2 separate regions of the Sus scrofa genome follow, and region 2 is linked to region 1. A link is a contact called in public Hi-C data. All regions are on one chromosome and are shown on one strand. Each heading gives the region's core, a stretch centred on a gene start, on an enhancer-like site or on the middle of the called end of the contact. The rest is flanking DNA. Distances are from core to core; before and after follow the strand shown. Region 1 has its middle 25 kb from the start of CNOT11. Region 2 has its middle 35 kb from the start of NPAS2.

The links. Hi-C and Micro-C count contacts between places; a contact is called where the count stands out from the background.
Region 2: a contact with region 1 is called in a Hi-C map of omental adipose tissue, with 1.5 times the contacts expected there. The contact joins two enhancer-like sites. A contact is called at or near these places in 4 of 47 Hi-C or Micro-C datasets (embryonic fibroblasts, epiblast stem cells, omental adipose tissue and 1 more).

The regions. Positions count from the first base shown.
Region 1 is chr3:53,103,015-53,108,811 of Sscrofa11.1, reverse strand. No RefSeq gene overlaps it. Among named protein-coding and RNA genes, the nearest start is that of CNOT11, 25 kb to the right of the region's middle. Within about 2 kb of position 2,916, at least 8 of the 83 cell types and tissues checked have an H3K27ac peak or open chromatin away from gene starts, as enhancers often do. A contact at or near this core is called in omental adipose tissue, where this site is marked.
Region 2 is chr3:53,522,931-53,528,727 of Sscrofa11.1, reverse strand. No RefSeq gene overlaps it. Among named protein-coding and RNA genes, the nearest start is that of NPAS2, 35 kb to the right of the region's middle. Within about 2 kb of position 2,132, at least 8 of the 83 cell types and tissues checked have an H3K27ac peak or open chromatin away from gene starts, as enhancers often do. A contact at or near this core is called in omental adipose tissue, where this site is marked.

The DNA of each region.
Region 1 (5,797 bases), core at 1,667-4,166:
AGGGAACTTATGCATGCCAAAAAAAGAAATTGTATAATTCAGTGTGCAACCACGACTACCATTTAATTCCAAACATTTTTTTGTTGTTTTATTTATTTCCCATTTTTTATATTGAAGTATAATTGATTTCCAATGTTGTGTTAGTTTTACATGTACCTCAAAATGATTCAGTTATAGATACATATGCGTATATTTTCAGTTATATGTACATATGTGTATATATTCTTTTTCAGATTCTTTTCCCTTGTAGGTTTTTACAAAATATTGATTAGAGTTCCCTGTGCTATATAGCAGGACCTTGTTGGTTATCTAGTTTATGTACAGTTGTGTGTATCTGTTAAGCCCCAACTCCTATTTTGTTCCTCTCCTCCCCTAATGCCAGAACATTTTTAATCACCTCAAAAAGAAACACTTACCCTACTGCCCCTTCTCCCCAGCCCCTGGCAACCATTAATCTATTTTTCTGTCTCTATAGATTTACCTTTTCTGGACATTTCATATAAATGGAACCATAGCATATACGGCTGCTTCTGGTGTGTATTTGGCTTCTTTCACCTAGCATAACCTTTCAAGGCTCATCCGTGTTGTACCGTATATTAATACTTCATTTCTTTTTTCTTTCTTTTTTTTTTTTTTTGTCTCTTTGCCATTGAGCCGCTCTCGTGGCATATGGAAGTTCCCAGGCTAGGGGTCCAGTCAGAGCTGTAGCTGTTGGCTTACACCAGAGCCACAGCAACACGGGATCCAAGCCACGTCTGCGACCTACACCACAGCTCATGGCAACGCTCTGATCCTTAACCCACTGAGCAAGGCCAGGGATGGAACCCACAACCTCATGGTTCCTAGTCGGATTCGTTAACCACTGAGCCATGATGGGAACTCCAGTACTTCATTTCTTTTTATGGCCAAATACTACTTCATTGTATGGGTATACCACGTTTTATTTATCCATTCATTGGTGGGTGGATACTTGGATTATGTCCAACTTTTGGCTATTATGAATCATACTGTGAAGAACGTTTCTATACAAATGTTTGCATAGATGTATGTTTTCGTTGGGGGAGGGGTAAACAGCCAGGAGTAGCATTTCTGAGTTGTAGGGTAATTCTCTGCTTAGCTTTTTGAGGAACTGCCAAACTATTCCCCAAAGCAGCTGTACTGTTTCACATTCCCACCAGCAAGGCATGAGGTTCCGACTTCTCTACATCCTTGCTGACACCTGTTCCTGCCCACCCTCCTGAACCTAGAATCCTAGTGGGTATGAAGTGGCATCTCTCTGTGGTTTTGACTGGCACTTCCCCCACGACTAATGACCTCAGCATCTTTTCCTGTGCTACTTGGCCTTTTGTTTATCTTCTCTGGAGAGAGAAAATTCTCATGTCTGAGTTGGGTTATTTGTCTTGATTGCTGAGTTGTAAGTGTTCTTATATATTCTGGGTACTAATCCTTTATCAGATATGTAATTTGCAAATCTTTTCTCTCCTGTTGTGGTTGTTTTCTCACTTTTTTAATGGAGTTCTTTGAAGCTTAATTTTGATGAATTTCAGTTTATCTATTTTCTGCTTTATTTATGTGTGGCATATGGAGGTTCCCAGGCTCCCTAGGATCCAATGCAGGATCCAAGCTGTGTCTGCAACCTACACCACAGCTCACGGCAACACTGGATCCTTAACCCACCGATTGAGGCCAGGGATCAAACCTGCGTCCTCATGGATGCTAGTCTGACTCGTTTCCCTGGGATGGGAATTCCCTTTTCTGCTTTTATTGCTCGTACTTCAAATGATGTTTTGTACCACTTGGAGCTTCTTGCCCCCAGGCAGTTGGCTGACTTGATCTGCCCCAGGCTGGGGCCTTGAAACCTCTGGAAGACATAAACATGCAATGTATACTGCTGTAATTACCGTCTTTCTCTTCAAAGATGGCAACACTCTGAGCACTGGCTCAGAAACCTCCAAAGACACACTTCAGGGCAACAGGGCGAACCTTCTTCCTGTTTGAAGTTTCAAAACCTTTACCATTTTTAAGTCCCCTAGAAGGAAAGGTTTGATGACACATCTGTGGTACTGGCCATACACAATTTTAGAAACACTGCTTGACTGGCTTGCAGCTTCTGAATAGGCATCAGTGTTGGTTGAGGACACTGGGTAAGAAAAAGCCCCGAGGGCCCTCCACCTTCACTCCTGGACCAGCTCCATCTCTCCTCCCAGCCCCGCCCTCTTTGTGGAGCCGGGAAAAGCAGCATCTGCTTCTTCCCTGCACCTGTATCGCCATCACTCATGTGTACTTCTAGGAAAAAACTGAGGACCGTTCAGACCATCACAGACCAAAAACATTTTACATTTTTATTTCAGCCGAGACAACATTTGACAGGAGCCATTGAGCCCGAGGGGTCTAGATGGCTGTCCTAAAGACCAGGTCAGCAGGACCCTACCTAGCATGGGCACCTGGTCCAGAACAGGCCAAACAGGTTCCTGGGAAAGGGACACAGCCAGTGCATGAAGGCAGCCCACCTGTGGCCGTTGCCATTTACAGGCTGGACAGGCAGGAGAAATGGAGGGGAGGTAATGCTAGTGGTAAATATTTGATGTTTTCCCAGAAAGAAAACCAGATCTTGGTATGGTTAGGGCATCAGGTGACAGCCTGAGCTCTGCGGTCTAAGGACATAAATAGCCTGAAAGACACTTTAATATTTTACACCAAAAAAATCAATAACTCCCTCCTGAGCCCATAGGCTGCTATTATGCTTCATTAAAGTGTATTTAAAGCCTTTTCAACATCAAGTGGTGTTGCAAGGGCGAGTAAAAACCGCTGGGTATGAGAGGATGAGAAAGAAAGCCAGGAATAGGAGATGGAGTGATTTAGAAAGCGGCTGGGTGTGGTTGGCACCTGGAGTGCTGGGAGTCAGGTGGGAGGTGTGGTTCCCGGGTGGAGCACAGGCCTGGCGCGGATCTGCAGAGGGAGCGCCCCCCAACGGCAGGGCTGGTCCTCAGCAGCCAAGCAGGAGGCAAAGAGCACCCACCTGGGAGCCAAAACCTGGCTTTGTCTCTGTGTGACCCTGTACAGGCGGGCCGAGTCCTAGACCCATCCCCCACTCCCCACCTCCAAGCAGAGCCTGCTCGCTCCACTGGGTCCAGGATTGTGGGGCAACCTGGAAACAGCTGAGCGGGATGCAGGGCGTGGTCCCCGCCCCACTGCTGTGTGCCGGTCCTTCTTTTTCTGTTGGGGCACCGCCATTCCCCCATCCCTTTCTGCGGGTCCGCTGCCCAGCGCTGCAGCCCTGGCGTCAGAGGCGGCAGTTTCTCCTTCCAGGCTCCACCTCCGAGTCAGGAGCAGGCTCCAAGGCTTGGTCCACTCAGCTGGAAACATCCATCTGCCCACCAGAGTGGTTGTGCCAATAGAGCAAGGTAACAAGTAGGTGTGAAGGCACTGCTGGCCACAAGCAGACCCTGCCTCAAACACTGTTAACTGTTTTATCTGCTGGTCCCAAAGCTAACTGAAGAGGGAGTTTCAAAGAGCTAGGGATGGGAGTTCCTTGGTGGCTCAGTGAGTGCAGGATCTGGCGGTGTCAGTGCTGTGGCTCTGGTTATTGCTCTGGCAGGGGTTCTGTCCCTTGCCAGGAATTTCCACGTGCTGCCAACTCAGCCAAACAACAACAGCAAAAATCAAAGAGCTGGTGATGGATATTGAGTGTGTTCAGGGTTGTGAGAAAACAGGTCTCCCATGGCAGGCATTCTCTCTGCTGCCTAGGACAGCTTCAGCACAGAAGGTGAGCCTTCCAGATGCTTCTCTTTCTCCTACAGATATTTCCCAAACAGGCTTTCCCCCCTCCCCCATTGTTGCAGATGATCATGTTTCTTTGTCAGAGGCTGAGCAGTCTTTTCCCACGTGTCTACTCAGGGACCTGGTATTTCCCCATCACTGTACAAGGTAAACCAGTAGAATCCTTTAGGGTTCAAAAATGAATACTGCAACCCAAATCTGACTGGCTCGGTCGTCACCCTACATCCTGAGGCCAAGTTTGTACAGTTGTGTGTTTGTAAAAAAAAAAAACCAGGCCCACTGAAAAGTGTCCCCAAATTTGGACAGGGTTTCAAGGAGAGGAAAAGGAAAAGGTTCCACTTATATCACCCTGAAAACCATCAGAGAAAATCTGCTGTCGCATCTCTCACCCGAGGTTCCACTTCCCAAGGCAGTCCTGCATCTCTCCTAGTCCAGCCCTGCCTCCTCCACCCTCCCGCCGCTCCCCACCTTCTATGCACTCCTTGCTACTCTCCCCACCCCCGCCCCCCAGGTTCTGTCTACACCCTCTGCTCCTTTGCATCCTATCCTCAAACCTGCTCAGGACAACAAAGCTTCTCCCTCAGGCTACACCCAGAAGAAGGCAGAAAAGGGAAAATTAATCAAGGGATGGTAAATATAAATTCACCTTTAATAGTTCCTTCCTTCCTTCCTCCTTTCTTTCTTTCTTTCTTTGTCTTTTTAGGGCCGCATCCGTGGCACATGGAGATTCCCAGGCTAGGAGTCAAATCGGAACTGTAGCTGCCGGCCTACACCACAGCCACAGCAATGCCAGATCCAAGCCACATCCATGACCTATGTACACCACAGCTCACAGCTGGATCCTTAACCCACTGAGCAAGGCCAGGGATGGGACCTGTGTCCTCATGGATACTTGTCCAATTCGCTTCCACTGAGCCGTGACAGGAACGCCTGTTTAATAGTTTCTGTATTAAGCACATCTGCTAAGATTTATTTTCCTCTTTTCTAGTAGCAAAGTAGCAAGAAATGAAAGTCTCCTGTCTGGTTGGGGAAATGTCATTGACTATTTCTCTCTCGTTAAGTTCCCCACCGGCCTGGGAAAAATATTCTCAGAATGTCTAAAACGAAATTTAGTTTTTACTTTGCTTCGAAGATAAGTAGCATTGTAAAAAAATGCAGAGGAGTTGAATTTTATATAAGATATATTTTTCCTAAGGATCGCATTTACTTTAAAATGTGCATAATTCAGAACTAATAATAAAGAGTATTTTTGTTTAGCACCTAAAGTGTGACAATTCTCCCTGGGTCTAATAGCGCAAGGCACTGACTGCCTTTGTTTTGGGTCATCTTTCTAAGAATTCAGAGTGAAATGAACCACATGGGAAAAGGGTATGACTAAAGCCATCCTTCTCTGTAACAAAGGTCAGATACACCTGTTGTCTGCTCTAAAAGATGTGGGTTGCCACAAGCTCAGGGGCCTTCTCCTGCAGTGTAACTCACTGTGGTGCAGGGGTTACCTGGCTGTCTCTGTGCCACCCTGGGAGCTGGGGCTCTGGAAACTGGCACAGATGCTGTTTCTGTGAATAATAAACCATCCTCCAGCTCTGACCCAGGAGTCCCCTTCTCCACTAGAACCATGCAACAGGTGGAGGTTACCTTGTAAGGCAAAATCCCAGACCCATCACAGCTCATGGCCAGGTGATGCTCTCCCAGAGAACCTTGAGTAAATGAAGTTCATGGTTCACCAGCTTGGAAGTGGTGAATCCAAGGTCCCCTCCCACTTGAACCCAGGGGCAGGGTCTCCACTGGACACACAGTTAATGATGGACCAGCCCAAGGCGTGGTGCCTGCCCCCAGAGCTGCTATTGGGAACATCGATGGACATTAAGGCTGCTTTAATTTACTGTATTTTGAAGGCCAGTAGATTGATATCTATTATGTTTGGTACATTTTTCTGTTAAAAGGAATTCTATGACTTAAATCTTCTCTGTGAGGGCAGAAGTGCCCATCCTGGTCTGCAGTTGTGTTAACGTGGGGA
Region 2 (5,797 bases), core at 883-3,382, 420 kb before region 1:
GAGTCACAGAGAAAGTTCTAGTGACAAACTGTGCAGAGAAAGAGTTCATCAAGCAGGCCTGAGACGGTTGTATGTGGAAAGGCCTACTTGCAAGGCTGGTCCTCCGTGGTGTCTGGGAACTTGGCTCCTGGAGTGTCCCTGTTTAACTGCTGAAGGTGGCTCCCTGGGCCTCCTCTTTTTGCAATCTATGCTGCTTCTGCTGAGCACCTGCTTTGCTCCTGGAGGGTGTGGTGTCTGTGCAAGTCGTGGGGCACCTACCTGACCAGCCCCAAGCAAGAATCTCCTGAACGGAGTCTCTAACAGGCTTCTCTGGGCAGAAACATCGCACACCTGTTGCCGGGTTGTTGCCGCTGGGGGCGCTGTACTCTGCAAGCCCTCACAGGCCAAGTGCAAGAGGAAGCCTGCATGGATTCCTCCAGACTTTGCCTGGGCCTGCCCCTTACAGCCCAGCTGTGCTTCCTTCCCACGTTACTGTGACAAATCTTGACTGTGGAAACAAATACAACTGAGTCTGTGAGTTCTTCTAGCAACTCTCCTAATGCAGCCGTGGCCTGGAGGCCTCTCCATAAGCAATGATGCTGTAAAGAAAGAGCATGTGATGTGAAGCAAACAGCAGGAGCCCAGTCAGCGTGGGGACTCCAGCAAAGCCCTCTGGGGGATGTTCTCTGTCCGCTGAGACCCAAAGGAGTTTGGGGGGCAAAGAGCAGGAGAAACGCCCTCCAGGCAGAGGAAGAGCTGGACAGAGGACGAGACAGTGAGTGCCTGGCTCCCTGCAGGGACTGAACCATGTTACACATGGTTGTAGCCAGGCCAGGAGGCCCGGTGAAGTCAGAGCCTCAGACCGACGCTGCTCAAGCGGGGCCCCAGGTCCAAGTGTTGGGATTCATGCGACCAGCTGCTAAGGATGCTGGCAGGCAAGAAACATGATCAGGTCACTTCTTCAAAGATTGTGCTGGAGTTCCCTAGTGGCTCAGCAGGTTAAAGATCCAGCATTGTCACAGCTGTGGCTCAGGTTACTGCTGTGACATAGGTTCGATGCCTGGCCCAGGAACTTCCTCATGCTGCATGCACACTCAGAAAAGGAAAAAAAAAAAAATGGAAGAAAAATTCAAAGCTCATTCTGGCCACCATGCACAGAATGGATTATGAAAGGAGGAGGGAGAAGCAGAGAGAGCAGTGGGAAGGCCAGTCATGGTCCAGGTGAGCCATGAGGGCTGGGGGTGGCCGCAGCTGAGAGGCCAGCTCCAGGGGCATTTTAGGAGGACAGGTCCCGACAACGCCTCCTGGCGTCCCCTCCTGGACACCAGCACTCAGCCCAAGCCATTTCCCCGCCTGCCCAGACCCCAGACTGGACCAGGGCTCGGTCACTCCCCAGGGCTCCCTGTTGGGGGCAGAGCTGGTCTGTGCAAACTGCCCTCGGTGTTAACGTTCTCAGGCTTTGGCAAGTGTAAGATCGGGGTTGCCAGCTGTCCTCAGAAGTATGGTCCTTTATTTTGACATTTCCTTTCTTCCTATTTTTTTTTTTTTTCTGAAGGGGGTCTTTTCATCAACAAAAGCATTAGAATAGTTGATGCAATGAGTTGTACAGGCCTGTGTCCTCACATGGCAAAATAAAGGTGGTGACCCCACTTCCATTCCTTCCCACCCTATTTAAAAATAAATAAATAAAATTAATGGTTTGTGGAAGGTTCAAACTTCTTAACCCATGTGGGACTCTGCCACCTTACCAGCACCCTCCTTTACCTTCCAACATCCTCGTCCCACACCCTGCTTCTGGTTTTTCACTCCAAGTTCTCTTCCGCCAGGCCCTCTGGCCGGGTTGCCTTAACCCTTCGCATCTCTGCTGTCTCACCTGCCTCCTCGAAATCCCCTCCCTCCTCCAGTGGGCGGAGCAGGTGGGCGGAGGGGCGGAGTCTGTTCCTCCCCCTGGGCCAGTTGAGCTCTTCCTGCCTCCCTCCCTGTGCTCCACAGCCTCTATCCTCCTGGCAAAGCTTGCAAAGCAGCAGTCAGTCCTCTAAAGATAAAGTAAGCAGCCATCACAGCCGTTCCTTGGCCAGGAGCACACTAGAACAAAGGCCAGTGACAGGGGTCCCAGGAAGCCAGCCGACAGAGAGAGAATCCCGCTGACCCAGGCCACCTGTCCTGAGCTCTCAGAACACGGTTTATATGATTCTAGGACAGTGGAAATTGTTCTCTGACATAATGGGAGTTATGCAAGATCATAAGAATACATTGCCTTAAAAACACGGATTTCAAGGTATAAATAGCTCACTTTCAGGGGATTAGAAAGAACCTCCAATGTAGGAGTACCTGCCTGCCCGCCCCTAGCACAGCCCACCTGGAAGGCTTCCATTTCCTCAAGGGCCAGTATCATTGTTCTAAGTTAAAGAAAATTTTTTTGGTCTTTTTCAGGGCCGCACCCATGGCATATGGAGGTTCCCAGGCTATGGGTCCAATCAGAGCTACAGCTGCCAGCCTGCACCACAGCCACAGCACCATGGGATTCCAGCCATTTCTGCAACCTACACCACAGCTCACTGCAGCGCCAGATCCTTAACCCACTGAGCGAGGCCAGGGATGGAACCCACAACCTCATGGTTCCTAGTTGGATTCGTTTACTCTGCACCACTATGGAAACTCCCCCTAAGTTAAAAATTTATAAAAATAAGTAAGTGAAAATAATTGATCCATCAACAAGCCAGCAGTGTACAGAGCACTGGGTCCTATGCGGCAGAACACAGATTTACGTTTTTTTAATTTAAAAATGTTTTTAATTTATTTATTTTTATTTATTTATCTTTCTAATGGCCACACTTACAGCATCCTGGGCCAGGAATTAAATCCAAGTTGCAGCTGTGGCAATGCCAGATGCTTTAACCCACTGTGCCATATTGGGGATCAAACCCACACCTCTGCATAGACCTGAACCTCTGTAGTCAGATTCTTAACCCACTGCGCCACAGCAAGAACTCCATTTAAAATTTTTTTTCATTAAAGTATAGTTGATTTACACTACTGTGCCAATTTCTGTGTCACAGCATAGTGACCTAGTCATATGTATGTATATGTATATATATTCCCTTTCTTATGCTATCATGTTCTCTCCCAAGAGATTGGATATAGTTCGCTGTGCTGCAGAGTAAGACCTCATTGCTTGTCTATTCTAAATGTATTAGTTTTTATCTACCAACCCCAAACTCCCCATCCATCCAGCTCTCTCCCCATTCCCCCTTGGCAACCACACGTCTGCTCTCCATGTCTGTGAGTCTGTTTCTGTTCTATAGACAGGTTCATTTGTGCCATATTTTAGAGTCCACATATAAATGATGTCATATGGCATTTGTCTTTCTCTTTCTGCCTTACTTCACTTAGTATGAGAATCTCTAGTTGCATCCATTTTGCTGCAAATGGCATTATTTCATTTTTTTGTGGCTGAGTAATATTCTATTGTGTGTGTGTGTGTGTATATATATATCACATCTTAATTCATGCATCTGTCAATGGACATTTAGGTTGTTTCTATGTCTTGGGTATTGTTGAATAGTGCTGCAGTGAACATAGAGGTACATGCATCTTTTTGAATTATAGTTTTGTCCCAAAATATGCTCAGGAGTGGGATTGCTGGATCATACAGTATTTCTATTTTTAGTTTTCTGAGGGACCTCCATGCTGTTTTCCATAGTGGTTGTACCAGCTTAGATTCCCACCAACAGTGTAGGAGGGTTCCCTTTTCTCCACACCCCCTCCAATATTTGTTATTTGTACTTATTAATGATGGCCATTCTGACTGGTGTGAGGTGGTACCTCATTGTAGTTTTGATTTGCATTTTGTTAATAATTGGTGATGTTGAGCATCTTTTCATGTGCCGATTGGCCATGTGTTCTTTGGAGAAATGTCGAATTCTGCCCATTTTTTGATGGGGTGGTTTGTTTCTTTGTTGTTGAGCTGTACGAGTTGTTTGTATATTTTTGAGATCAAGCCCAGATTTACTTTTAGTTGGGGAGAAAAAAAACTACGTTTTAATAATGCAAAATGAATGTTTATAAAATGTGAAAGTTTAAATAATATAAACGAATATTCTTAAATCCTTCAGCCAGAAGGGTGATGGAGGTATTGTTCTTTGTAGAACTCCACATGAAGACTTAGTGCTAAATTCAACTACAGAGCCAAGAAAGTCGTTTTCTAAAAAAAAAATAAACAAAGCTGCCCCAAATGAGGACGGTCTGGACCAGCCAGCTCCCAGCCCATCAGCATCCCCATGGCTCCAGGGGCTGAGCCTCCCCAGTCTCGGCTGCCTGGCCTGCTCTCCTGTCCCACTGATCCTGCAGCAGTGGGTCCAGTGGTCCCCTCATCCTCGGACTCAGCTGGAGCAAATGCTTCAGGCTTTTCCTTTGCCTCAAGCTGTCTTGGCTCCATGCTGCCCCTCTGTGTGTGTCTCACAACTTGAGGTGGGGAAGCACCCCTCTTTTCTCCCTCCCCAGGGGTCCCCAGCTCCCAGTCACAGGAAAATGGGGCAATCAACCCCTCAAGTGTTCAAACAGAGTCTCCTTTCCTTCCCTTCCTTCTTTTTAACCATTTTATTGTCAAATAAAAATTATACAGAAAACGGCCCAAAACAAATGTGTAGCTGGATGGAGGAAGAGAAGATGACCCACCTCTTCCGCCTCGTGCACTGTCACCCTCTCAGGCAACTGCAGCTCTCCAGAACCATCTTTCTTGGTTCTGCTTTCTCCTGCCCACGCCACAGACATGCTGGGTCCTGTGGCTTCCCGGGGGGCTGAGCCCTTCGGGCTGCATGTGCAGCTCCTACCTGGGCTCAGTCAGGTGGGGGTGGGGAGCCTGGGGTACAGTCGGGCCTGGGGAGCTTGGGGGTGGGAATGCAGTGACCCACCTTCTCCTGCCTGTCCTCACAGAAGAGGGGTCATGGCTGTCTGCCTCCCCACGCTGTGTCTGCCCTCTCAGCTCCTCTCCCACCACCTTAACTAACCTTGGCCTTGGTCCCCTCTGCTGGGGATGAAGCCCCTCCCCCACCTCCAGAGCCACCCCTGCACCTGTCTCTGTGGCTGCCGCCTCCTCCTCCTTGTGGCCTCCAGAGTTTTTCACTCTCACCTGGCAACATAAGTGACCACCTATTTGGATTGACTGGGACAACAATACTTAGCACACTGTCCCTGCAGACATCTTCACGGAGGCCTCTTTGTCCTCAAAATCCTCCAGGCCAGGGTGGTCAGTGGTGTGCCCTGTATTCTATACACAGCAGCCAAGAGGGATCTGCCAAGCACAAAGCAGCTCATGCCCACCCCTGGCTCAAACACACCCACTGGGTCAGCTCTTAGAACAAACAAAAACAAAAGCAAGACACAGAAAACAGCAAACGTTGGTGAGGAGGCGGAGAAGTTGGAACCCTTGTGCCCTATGGGTGGGAATGTAAAACGGCGCAGCCACTGTGGAGACCAGTATGGCGGCTCCTCAAAACCTCAACACAGAATTACCTCATGAACCAGCAATGCCACTTCTGGGTGTAGACCCCAAAGGATTGAAAGCAGCCTCTTGAGAACTTGGCACACCCACATTCATTAGTCACAGCGGCCAAGAGGTAGAAGCAACGCAAGCGTCCTTCACCAGACGGGTAGGTAATCAGAATGTGCTCTATACACACACTGGGGTGTCACTCAGCCTTGAAAGGGAAGGACATTCTGACACGTGTTACAACATGGATGGACCTTGAGGACGTTATGCTCAGTGAAGTAGACTGGTCACAAAAAGGCAAATACTATCCGATTCCATGTACACGGG